Linked DNA regions of Arachis hypogaea: region 2 is linked to region 1. A link is a contact called in public Hi-C data. All regions are on one chromosome and are shown on one strand. The core of a region is the stretch at or near the end of the contact, and the rest is flanking DNA. Distances in the headings are between cores, read along the strand shown. Region 1 holds the start of LOC112802706 (protein transport protein SEC16B homolog). Region 2 holds the start of LOC112802770.

Region 1 (5,334 bases), core at 103-2,602:
GTCCTAATAATGTTGTAAGCTTGCAACTTCTCTTGAGGCTTATTTTTTTCTTTTATTTTAAATTTATCCTTTTTAAGTCACCAAAAAAAATTATTAACAAATATATGGAATTATATATCATTCAAATAATAAAATTTAAAATTTTAACATTTAAATTATATTTATTTAAATTTTAAATTTTTGGGAGTAAAATATGTTAGTATTAATAAAAATTTGAAAGTATTATTTAAATAAATATATAAATATATGTATTAAAAATTTAAAATATTATTTAAATATATGTACTAAAAATTTGAATGAGTTATTTAAATTAAAAAATTTAAATTTAAATAGAATATAATTCTATTTAATTTAAATTATATTAGATTAAATCAGAATAGTTTGAATAATAAATTTAAATTAGCACCGTATAAATTAATTATTTGTATAAAATTAAATTAGATTAAAAAGTATAAATCAAATCAATATTATTCAAATCGTTTAAAATTATATTATTTTTATAATTTGAATAAATTCAAAATGTACTATAAAATATAATCTTATTTCGTTCACAGTATAAATGATAGATGTAAATATATCCTACTCACTTTATGTTGGTATATATAGTAAAACTCGTGTATAAATCGTTGGATCCTTTCCACGGTTTATGTGATTTACGTGTATTTTAAATTTGTAGAACTCCTTCCATAGTTTACATAAATTTGTAAAAAATTACATTTTCGTATCCAAATTACAAAAATTGTATTTTTATAATTTTAAAAGTCAAATATTTTATTTTTGTAAATTTCTAAAATTAATTAAGATATAGTAAAAACTTTATTATTTGACATGTTGACCAAGAATTACTGTATGTTTATAGAATATATAATTTTGTTTTGAATCTAATTTTTCTTAGGTTGTTTTATAAAAAATTTATATATACATTTAATTATATTTAAACTTATATATAATCTTAAAAAATCATTATTTTAAAAAACAAAAATAATTATATTGACTATTTAAAGTTTTTACAATATTAATCTATTAAAATTAGAATTTAATTTTGATATACTAATTCCATATAAATAGTTTTATATATGTATTCAATTAGGTAATGCTACATCAATAAAAATAACTATCTTTTATATTAATCATATAAATAATAATCTGATAAATATAATTATATAACTGTATATTTTATACTTATCAATATATTAAAATTAAATTCTTAAAATTAAACTCTTTTATTTTTAACCAAAATAAATTATAATTCAGCCTGAGATGATGATAAGAATTAAAAAGTCAAATGTCTTTCCTATCTTGTTATCAAAGATTACTCTGGCTTATAACTTTATAGTTAAGAACAGATTGTTATTTTTATTTCAGTTAAAAATCAAGTTGTCATAAAAGAAAGGGTGCTGAATTGAGGGTTGATGCCACAATAAATAAATAATCCAAAATTGAAATACGAGGGTAGTTCTCTTTGTGACGGTGGTAGGTGGAGTGTTGCGAGATCGAGGGCTTTCGTCTGTTTACTAATTTTCTCTCTCTTTTCGTGTGTCTCTGATTCTCTTTCAGTTCTTCGAAAAAACAAAATTTTCATTGCGCACAGGTTTGATTTTTCATCTTTTTTTTTTCCGTCCTTTTGCTTCGCGGCACAAAACGGTGCGTTTGATCGAGGCTGAAGCTTTGCAGTTTCCGGGTAATGCTCTTTCCTTCGAATTTTCCTCGTTGATTTGCAGGTTCTCCGATTTCGTCGATTTTGGAGTTCGCAGATCTTGCGACTTCGGCAACTCGAGATTGTGCTTGTTTTTTGGAGCAGTGAATTCTTGAGTCTTTTGGATCTCGAGTTAAAGCTCCGTTACGGAGGTTAGGATTTTTTGTTAGAAGGCGAAATTAGGGATTGTATAGTGGGAATAGGGAATTGAGTTTTTGGTTGGCAAGGATTAGGGTTTTTGGAGGAGATGGCTTCGAATCCTCCATTTCAGTTGGAGGATCAGACGGATGAGGATTTCTTCGATAAGCTGGTTGAGGACGATGATGTCCACGTGGCACCTGTTAAGCCCATGGCTCAAGATGTAAGCAGTGATTCCGATGATGCCGCCAAAGTGTTTGCAAATCTGGGAATCGGTGATGCCGATGCCACCGTCGCTTCTGAAAATTCAGGTGTTGGCAAGAGTGGGATTGAGCTGAATAGAGAAGATGATGGCAATAAATCCAATGTTGGAACCGTTGCAGGTGATTATGAAAAGGGAGGTTTTATGGCGTCCTTGAGTGAAGGGACTGTAGATCCAGGAATACATGGAACCGGATCCGATGTTTTGAAGGATTCAAATGCCAGCAAGAGCAATGGAACTGCCGGTCCAGAGATTAAGCAAGTCGGTTGGAATGCTTTTAATATGGATTCTAGTGGAGGCGAAGGCTTTTCCGACTTTTTCAGTGAATTTGGGGATCAGTCTAGTGGGGATTTTGGTGCGAAAGTGTATGGTGGTTCTAATGGTGAAGTGAAACATGATGAGGTGAAACATGATAATGGAATCCAAAGTGATGGATTTAACAGTTCGGTTACGTATGCCCAATACCAAGAGGGTCAAGCTTATGATGCATCTCTTGGAAATAGCACAAGTGGTCAAGATCTCGGTAGCAGCCAGGACTGGGAGAGTCTTTATCCTGGATGGAAGTATGACTACAATACTGGGCAATGGTATCAAGTAGATGACAATGCAACAGCTGCAACTCAGGGAAGCACTGATGGCAATGCAGCAGTGGCAGCAGGTTGGCCTGCTGCTTCTGATGCTGCAGCAGAGATCTCCTATGAGCAACAACCTTCTCAGTCAATTGCAGGAACATTAGCCCAATCTGGTACAACTGAAAGTGTATCTAACTGGAATCAGGTTTCGCAAGGGAACAATGGGTATCCAGAACATATGTATTTCGATCCTCAATATCCCGGTTGGTATTATGACACAATTGCCCAAGAATGGCGCTCATTAGATACTTACAATTCATCAGTTCAATCCACGGCTCAGGGACTAGAAAATGGTCATGCTTCTACTGGTTCTTTTTTGCATACGGATAATAATTTGTATACAGAATTCGGCCAAGCTGGCAGTTATGGCTCACAGGATGTTAGTGGTCAAGCTGTGGATGGCAGATGGAGTGGTTCGTATGGTGTTAACCATCAGCAAGGCTGGAACACTTACACGACTGAATCTGTTAATAGAAGTGGGGATCATGCATCTTCTGTTGGAAACAAGCAATTGGATCATTCTTATGGATCAAGTATTTCTGTAAAAGATCAACAGAGTACTTCTAGTTCATTTGGATCAGTTCCTATGTATAATAAAGTGAACCACAATCATCATCAATCTAATGGTAGTGTTGGAGTGCAAAGCTTTGCTCCTAGTGCAGATCATACTCAACATTTAAATTATTCAAATACAAAGTATGATGAGCACCAGAGTTTCTCAAATGATTACGCTGAAAGTCAGAAATCCTTTAGTTACTCCCAGCAATCATTTCAGAGCGGGAATCAGTATTCTTACGCTCCTCATGCTGGAAGATCATCAGCTGGACGTCCTCCCCATGCCTTGGTGACCTTTGGATTTGGTGGAAAACTTGTTGTAATGAAGGATTCTAGTCTCATGAGCTCATCCTTTGGTAGCCAGGTTAATTCTTAATTTGCTCTAAAGTGTTTTGATCTATGCTTACATAGTTAAATCTTAATTTAGTTTCTACAATGATTAACTCTATCATTGGCTTTCTCTGAAGGATGCTGCTGTTCAAGGTTCAGTTTCTGTGTTGAACGTGATGGAAGTTGTCAGGGGAAGCATGGGTTCTTCCAGTGATTATTTTCATGCACTGACCCAGCAATCTTTCCCAGGACCTTTGGTTGGTGGGAGTGTAGGAAGTAAAGATTTGTACAAATGGATAGATGAGCGGATTGCAAACTGTGGATCACCTGATATGGATTATAAGAAAGGTGAAAGGTTGAGACTCCTTCTCTCCTTGCTTAAAATAGCCTGCCAACATTATGGGAAATTACGTTCTCCATTTGGCACAGATACCATACTGAAAGTAAGTTAAATCTATATGCTTGTGAATTATTTATCGTTTCCTTGTTTTTTGCCGTTGTTCATTTAATTTTCCATACCTTTAACAATGAAGTTCTGTTGAGAGATGTTATGTGCATTGAAGCAACTGCAAAAGTATTAGTTTCTGCTGTTATATGCATAATTGCATATGTTGCACACCTAGTTCTCTACCTTCTATATTTGCTACCCTTCATGTTGCTGTACTATTGATGCAAATGGAATCTACCTTTTCTTTTTCCTGCATGTTTCAGTCAACTCTTTTTGAACGCTTTATTAAATTATAATTGATCTCCAACGTGGCTTCTATTCCCTATTCTCTTTCCATGGTTTAACAATTATGGAAAGCTGATTTCTCATTCATAGTGCTGTGTGTTAACAAGGAAAGAATTTGGGTAGACGTGGACAGTGGTATCCACTCTAGCTTAGCAAGAGGAGGACAGTTTTATGGCTTTTAAGGGGTGCTAATATAAGGTTTCAAACGTTCTAATAATAATAATAAGTTAATAACAAGGCCTCAAATGCATATAGGCAGACTGAAGGAATTCAGTTGGTGATTAATTTGGCTGCTGTAACTGTCTGGATTATCTGTACCCAACGCCCTGAAATATTTTTGGTTGATTTCGATTAGTTATGAATTATGATTAACTTTATTACTTATCATGTTCCTTTAGTTTAAATTCAGAGTCATTAATGTTGTAATGCTGTTCATCTCATGAAAAACCAGGATTGGTAACTTTTGGAATTAAATGCAGGAAAATGATACTCCTGAATCAGCAGTTGCAAAACTCTTTGCATCAGTCAAGATGACTAGTAAGGATTTCACTCAGTATGGCATCCTGAGCCATTGCCTGCAAAACTTGCCTCCAGAAGAAAGAATGCGGGTGTGTATTAATTCCTGACTATGCTCCCATCCTCTAGGGTTTGTTGAATTTGCACGCATTAATTATTTTGCTTTTGATCTAGGCTACGGCTTCTGAGGTACAAAATCTTCTTGTCTCGGGCAAAAAGAAGGAGGCTTTGCAATGTGCACAAGAAGGTCAATTGTGGGGCCCTGCACTTGTACTTGCTTCACAACTTGGTGAACAGGTCAGCTGCAAGTTTTAACTAATTGTATACTGGACACCTATTGATCCTGAATTGCTGAGCTAGACAGTCCCTTATGTCTTCTACAATCCTTTTTCATAATGCCGTTGTTGGGGGAATGAATTTGGTAAATATTTGCACTGCAGTTCTATGTTGATACAGTTAAGCAAATGGCCCT
Region 2 (4,900 bases), core at 2,380-4,879, 340 kb after region 1:
ACAAGTTGAAGTAAGAAGTTTGGCATCAAATACCAGAAAAGGAAATTTAAAGAGAAAACGACAATAGATCCCTGACCTTTTAACTTGAACATAAATCCTGACTAATTGAAAATACAAAAACATCCTTCACCTTCTAAAACGCGAGACATCTAAGTCCCTCTGTGGGACGGAAGCATTTAGATGTCTCGCGTTTTGAAGAATGAGGGACGCTTTTTGAATTTTCAATTAGTCAAGGATTTATTTGTCTTCGAGTTAAACAATCAAAGACCTATTTGTCTTTTTCTCTAATTTAAAATGCAGCAGCCAACAATACAACAGAGGACAAGGAATTATGAGATTGAAAATATCAGCTGCTAAACAAAAATATGGAAAACAAAAATAAAAAGCACAATGTGTTAAAATGACAACATAGAATTATTCACTTGGTTTGAGCTTATTTGGATTTGTTTCGAAATAAATGTGACAAAAGGAAAACATTTAATTGCTAATCCAGTAACTTCCAATGGTGAAAAGCAATGCTAACACTTACATCCGCTAATAGTTAAGTGTCTATAAGTTATAGGATGTCATTTATATTATAGCATGAGTATATATATAAGCACCATTGCACCAATAATATATTTTGATCCATTTGTAATCACATAAGCATTATGTGAAGTCTTATACTTTGAATGTGTAAATAAAGTATCAATCAATTATTGCTTTGCAAACCATAAAATCAAACGATAAACATGCATAAATAATGAGCTAGAATTATTCCCACAAGGCTATATGCAGAAAGATATTTTGTCATGTTACTACTTTCTAATACTAGCATGCTTGCAGATTTGAAGCAGTAAAGATGATTTTAATTAAATCAGTGGCACATAAAGGATGCATGCTGCAAACTCATGCAAACACTCAATAGCTAAAATTTAACTGTATTTCAAATAGCAAACCTCTCATTGTCACTTTTGACTTCAACATCAGAATCATCTGCATCAATACTACGTGCAACAATGCGATCTTCAATGTCTCTCCTTGCACCTGTTACAATAAAGACCCACCAAATGAGAATACTGAACGTAGAATGCTGTTCTGCTTTCTCTCTTTCTATTTTTCAGTGAAAGCCCATGCTCAAAATATTTAATTTTTAACATTCGGTAAAGAGAATACCTTCCAACAAAAGATGGCTACCCTTTCCTCGATCTCCGTCATCTGCCAAAACATAGAAAATAGAATATTAGAATATAATAGCTTAGAACAAATGAACAGCTAGAAATTGACATATCCCCAACCCACAAATAATAATAATAATAATAATAATAATAATAATAATAATAATAATAGAAGCTTATCCGAGATGAGTTATTGCAGCAAAAAGTTTTTAAAGAGAATCACTATTGAAATTTTACCGTTATAAGATTTATTTTTCGATGAGAAATGCCTCCGCTCACGCTCTTCTAGCTCATCACGTAGGTTCCTTCTCTTCAATTCCTCCTCTGTGTCCTGGCCTTCTTTCCTGGCAAATTTAAAACGCATTCATTAGGGAGGAAAAGATACACCAGTTAAATGAGGGACTAACATTTTAACATGCATCATTGACATGGAGAATTTTTTCATCAGTAAATGATCAAAGGTGCAACATAACCAAAGGAGAGGAGCAATACATGAGAAAGACAGCGAACATAAAGATAATATCAAAAGTTTACACAAGAGAACATGAGAAGACGATGAAAACAGCCATGACACCCACACCTAACTGTAACCACACTGATTGAGAAGTTTTAGCAAATAAAGTTAGTAACCCTATCGCTTCAGTCACTTCACCAACATCTAATATTCTAATATATGAATTCAAAAGAGCTTTTCATTACATTAACCCAGAAAATAAATTGACCGTGATTACTTTCCAAACTTTCCATTATTCAATCTAGGGCACAGTGAAAACTTTTTTGCCCAGACAAAATTGTCCCAAATTCCATATTGCACCCTAGATGATATTACAACTGCTTCAAGGTACAAAATATATTGCAAATCATAACATCGTGCAAATATAAGCAAAGCATATACTTCTCTGTTAACCTACCCAGTTCATTCCTTATTACCTACCTATTTGGCTAATTGGCCTTTTTCTTATTATGGGTGTCCTGCATCTTCTGTTGGGAAAAACAGATACATATTTTGCTTGAATGAGTGTGATTATTCCTATGGTTGGGTGTGGCTGGTATTTTAGGTCATTCCAAATATATCTGCAGTTTATCTGACAAAAGTATTAATCTGGATATCGTTTGTGTGTTTCATCCCTAATTTGAACTAAAACTATAATGGGACCTAAAATTTTGCACCTCCAGTCTTGTTTCATATAAGAAATGAGAAATTATCATTTTTGTAAGTCCAAAAATTGCTATTAAATGTTTACTTTTGCTGCTCTAGCATGAAGCTTCCTTTTCTCCATACATGGGTGAATATCTTGCAGCATTTTATAATAAAACCTACATACTAGAGATCATTGTTTTTCTTAACCATGGAGAAGTTCTCAGAAAATCTAAGAAAAAGAGAAGTCAGGGTAATAGGTAACACTTTCCCACCATCAAAGCAACAAATTTCAATAGGAACTGATATTTAAAATTTGGAATTCGCAATTGCATTTGATTGCCGGAATAAAAAACCCAACAAAGCAAAATAGATAAGTAAATAACCAATTAGGAGGATCCATAATTTCTCATAACAAATAATACCACTTGCGACAAATCTAAAACTACAAAAGAGTTTCAACTTTCAACCTAAACTATGAAGTCATTAACTTTAAAAAGCAGATTCATACTAACACAACAGCTTGCGACTTCTCAATTAAAATCTTCACAGAAAACCTAATTCATGTTCAATCCCAAATTTCGAGTACGCGTAACGAAACCCTAGACCCTCTTTTCAATCCACACGATTACTCAACATATCACACAAAATTCAGAATTGAATACAAGAGAAATTAATTTCCGGGGCGGGGGGAGGAATCGTACCTGGGCTTGAGGGTGGTGTGGGAAGCGATGTCCCTGGAAGAGTATTTCTGTGAGGGACCGAAAATTCGGGTACCTCCTTGTTCGTTGCCACCCTTCGCCGGAGCCCATGTAGGTCGCGCTGCCGTCGTCATTTGTGGTTCTTTCTTGGATCAACGAGCTTCCTGAGACGGAGTTTTAAGGTCGTCGCTGCTTCTGATGCACGGATTTGGTTTTGTACAGTAACCGCCAGAAGATGATGCGGATGACGGAAGAGGAAGAGTAAAAAGGACAAACGAGAGGAAGGAAGAGGAATAAATACTTAAATAGTGCTATGGGATGAGAATGAGAAAGTTTTATGGGCTCTTCAGATGTATTGGTCATTTTATATTCGGCTTGGGATGAGACGGAATTTGGTCCTACCGATCTTGATCTGATTGGGCTTCACGCATTGAGATGGTTTACGACCAGTAAAATCAAACTTCATTACTTCACCAAAAACAAAAAGAAAACACTTGCAACACAACCAATACAAAAAGAAAAAAAAAAAACCCTCCCACGCTAAAAATATATGGCAATTGCCGGGAGACCAAAAAAAAAGCTGCGACTAGGATCCCTCATAAAAATAGTTAAGTCGAACAAGTAAAATCACAACTCGTAGAGAAGTGAGTCAGTTCAACTCATATAACTCACAAGTAAAGATTTTGAGTCGAGCGAGCACAATTTGTCTTTTTCTGACTCGTTTTTCTTTTTTTGTTCTTTTTTAGTATGTAAAGTTTCTTTTAAATTACAAAATCTCTTTTACTTGTATGGATAAAAAATAAAAAATTACAAAATTATGATGTAATTTTGTTTTACAAAATAAATAAAAAAAATAAAAAAAGAGTTAAATGGACCGACTTATCTAACTCATTCACTCAGACGAGTCGAGTTTAAAATTTTCTTAACTCGTTTAAAATACGGGACAATTCGTTTTTCTAATTCTTGCTCATCACAGGTAATGAATCGGCGAAAACTTGTCCACTCGTTTGTTTATTTGACATCTTTAATTGTTTTAAAATTCTTTTAAAATTAGAGTGAATTATCTTTTCTCTTGCATATTATATAAAAAATCTATTTGGTACGTCTTTAATACACAAAATAATCATACATTTAATTAATTTACACGGTTTAAATTTGATAAAAAGAATTTTTTAAAACCTGACCTAAATTAAATATATTCTAAAATGTGATTCACATGTTTTATAGTTTTAGAAAAATATAAATGATGCAATAATTATCTAGAATTTAATTTAAACATGATATTCTATATTTAAATAAAATATATAAAATAAATTATTTTATATTTTTATGTATTAAATATGCATACAATTAGATTTATTATGTGATAGTATATAAAAAAGGATAATTTAAAAAACTACTAGAGCAATTCCCATAAAAATATAATTAAACTCTCAAATTCACACGCCCAAAATTATTTCTTGAGCATTTTAATTAGGCATATTAGTCGCAATAATTAAAAATTAGTCTCATATTTTTAAACGGGTAAATATTTAACTTCATCTTTGAAATATCACCTTTTGACTTAAGTTGATGTCAAAGGACTTGAATAAATAAGTTAAAATTGAAAAATAAAAAAGAAAGGATAAATTCTGATCTTAAAAGGAAGTGTATAAGATAACATTTATAAATATTTAGAAGAAGCTATTAATGCTCCTTTTTAAAAAAGTAAAGAGTAAAGTGATAAATAAGTTCTGAAAGGATTTACATTTCGGACAAATTAGTTTCTAAAAACAAAAATAACAAATAGATGCTCAAAGATGACACATAGTGAACAAGTTAAATTCTTCCGTTGATTGATAATGTCAAATTAACAATGATGCTAATATGTAACGTTAAATATAGTAACTAAGTTCAAGATTGAA

The links. Hi-C and Micro-C count contacts between places; a contact is called where the count stands out from the background.
Region 2: a Hi-C map of leaf shows a contact between it and region 1, with 2.1 times the contacts expected there. The contact joins the promoter of LOC112802770 here to the promoter of LOC112802706 in region 1. A contact is called at or near these places in 2 of 8 Hi-C or Micro-C datasets (both in leaf).

Annotation. Positions count from the first base shown.
Region 1 is chr1:39,264,994-39,270,327 of arahy.Tifrunner.gnm2.J5K5, forward strand. It overlaps LOC112802706 (protein transport protein SEC16B homolog), which reads left to right and starts at 1,353. Exons shown (of 14, transcript XM_025846046.3): 1 at 1,353-1,591; 2 at 1,722-3,647; 3 at 3,751-4,056; 4 at 4,826-4,954; 5 at 5,037-5,159; 6 at 5,303-5,334. The coding sequence starts at 1,944.
Region 2 is chr1:39,598,885-39,603,784 of arahy.Tifrunner.gnm2.J5K5, forward strand. It overlaps LOC112802770, which reads right to left and starts at 3,630. Exons shown (of 7, transcript XM_025846113.2): 1 at 3,000-3,630; 2 at 1,395-1,501; 3 at 1,156-1,197; 4 at 939-1,026. The coding sequence starts at 3,130.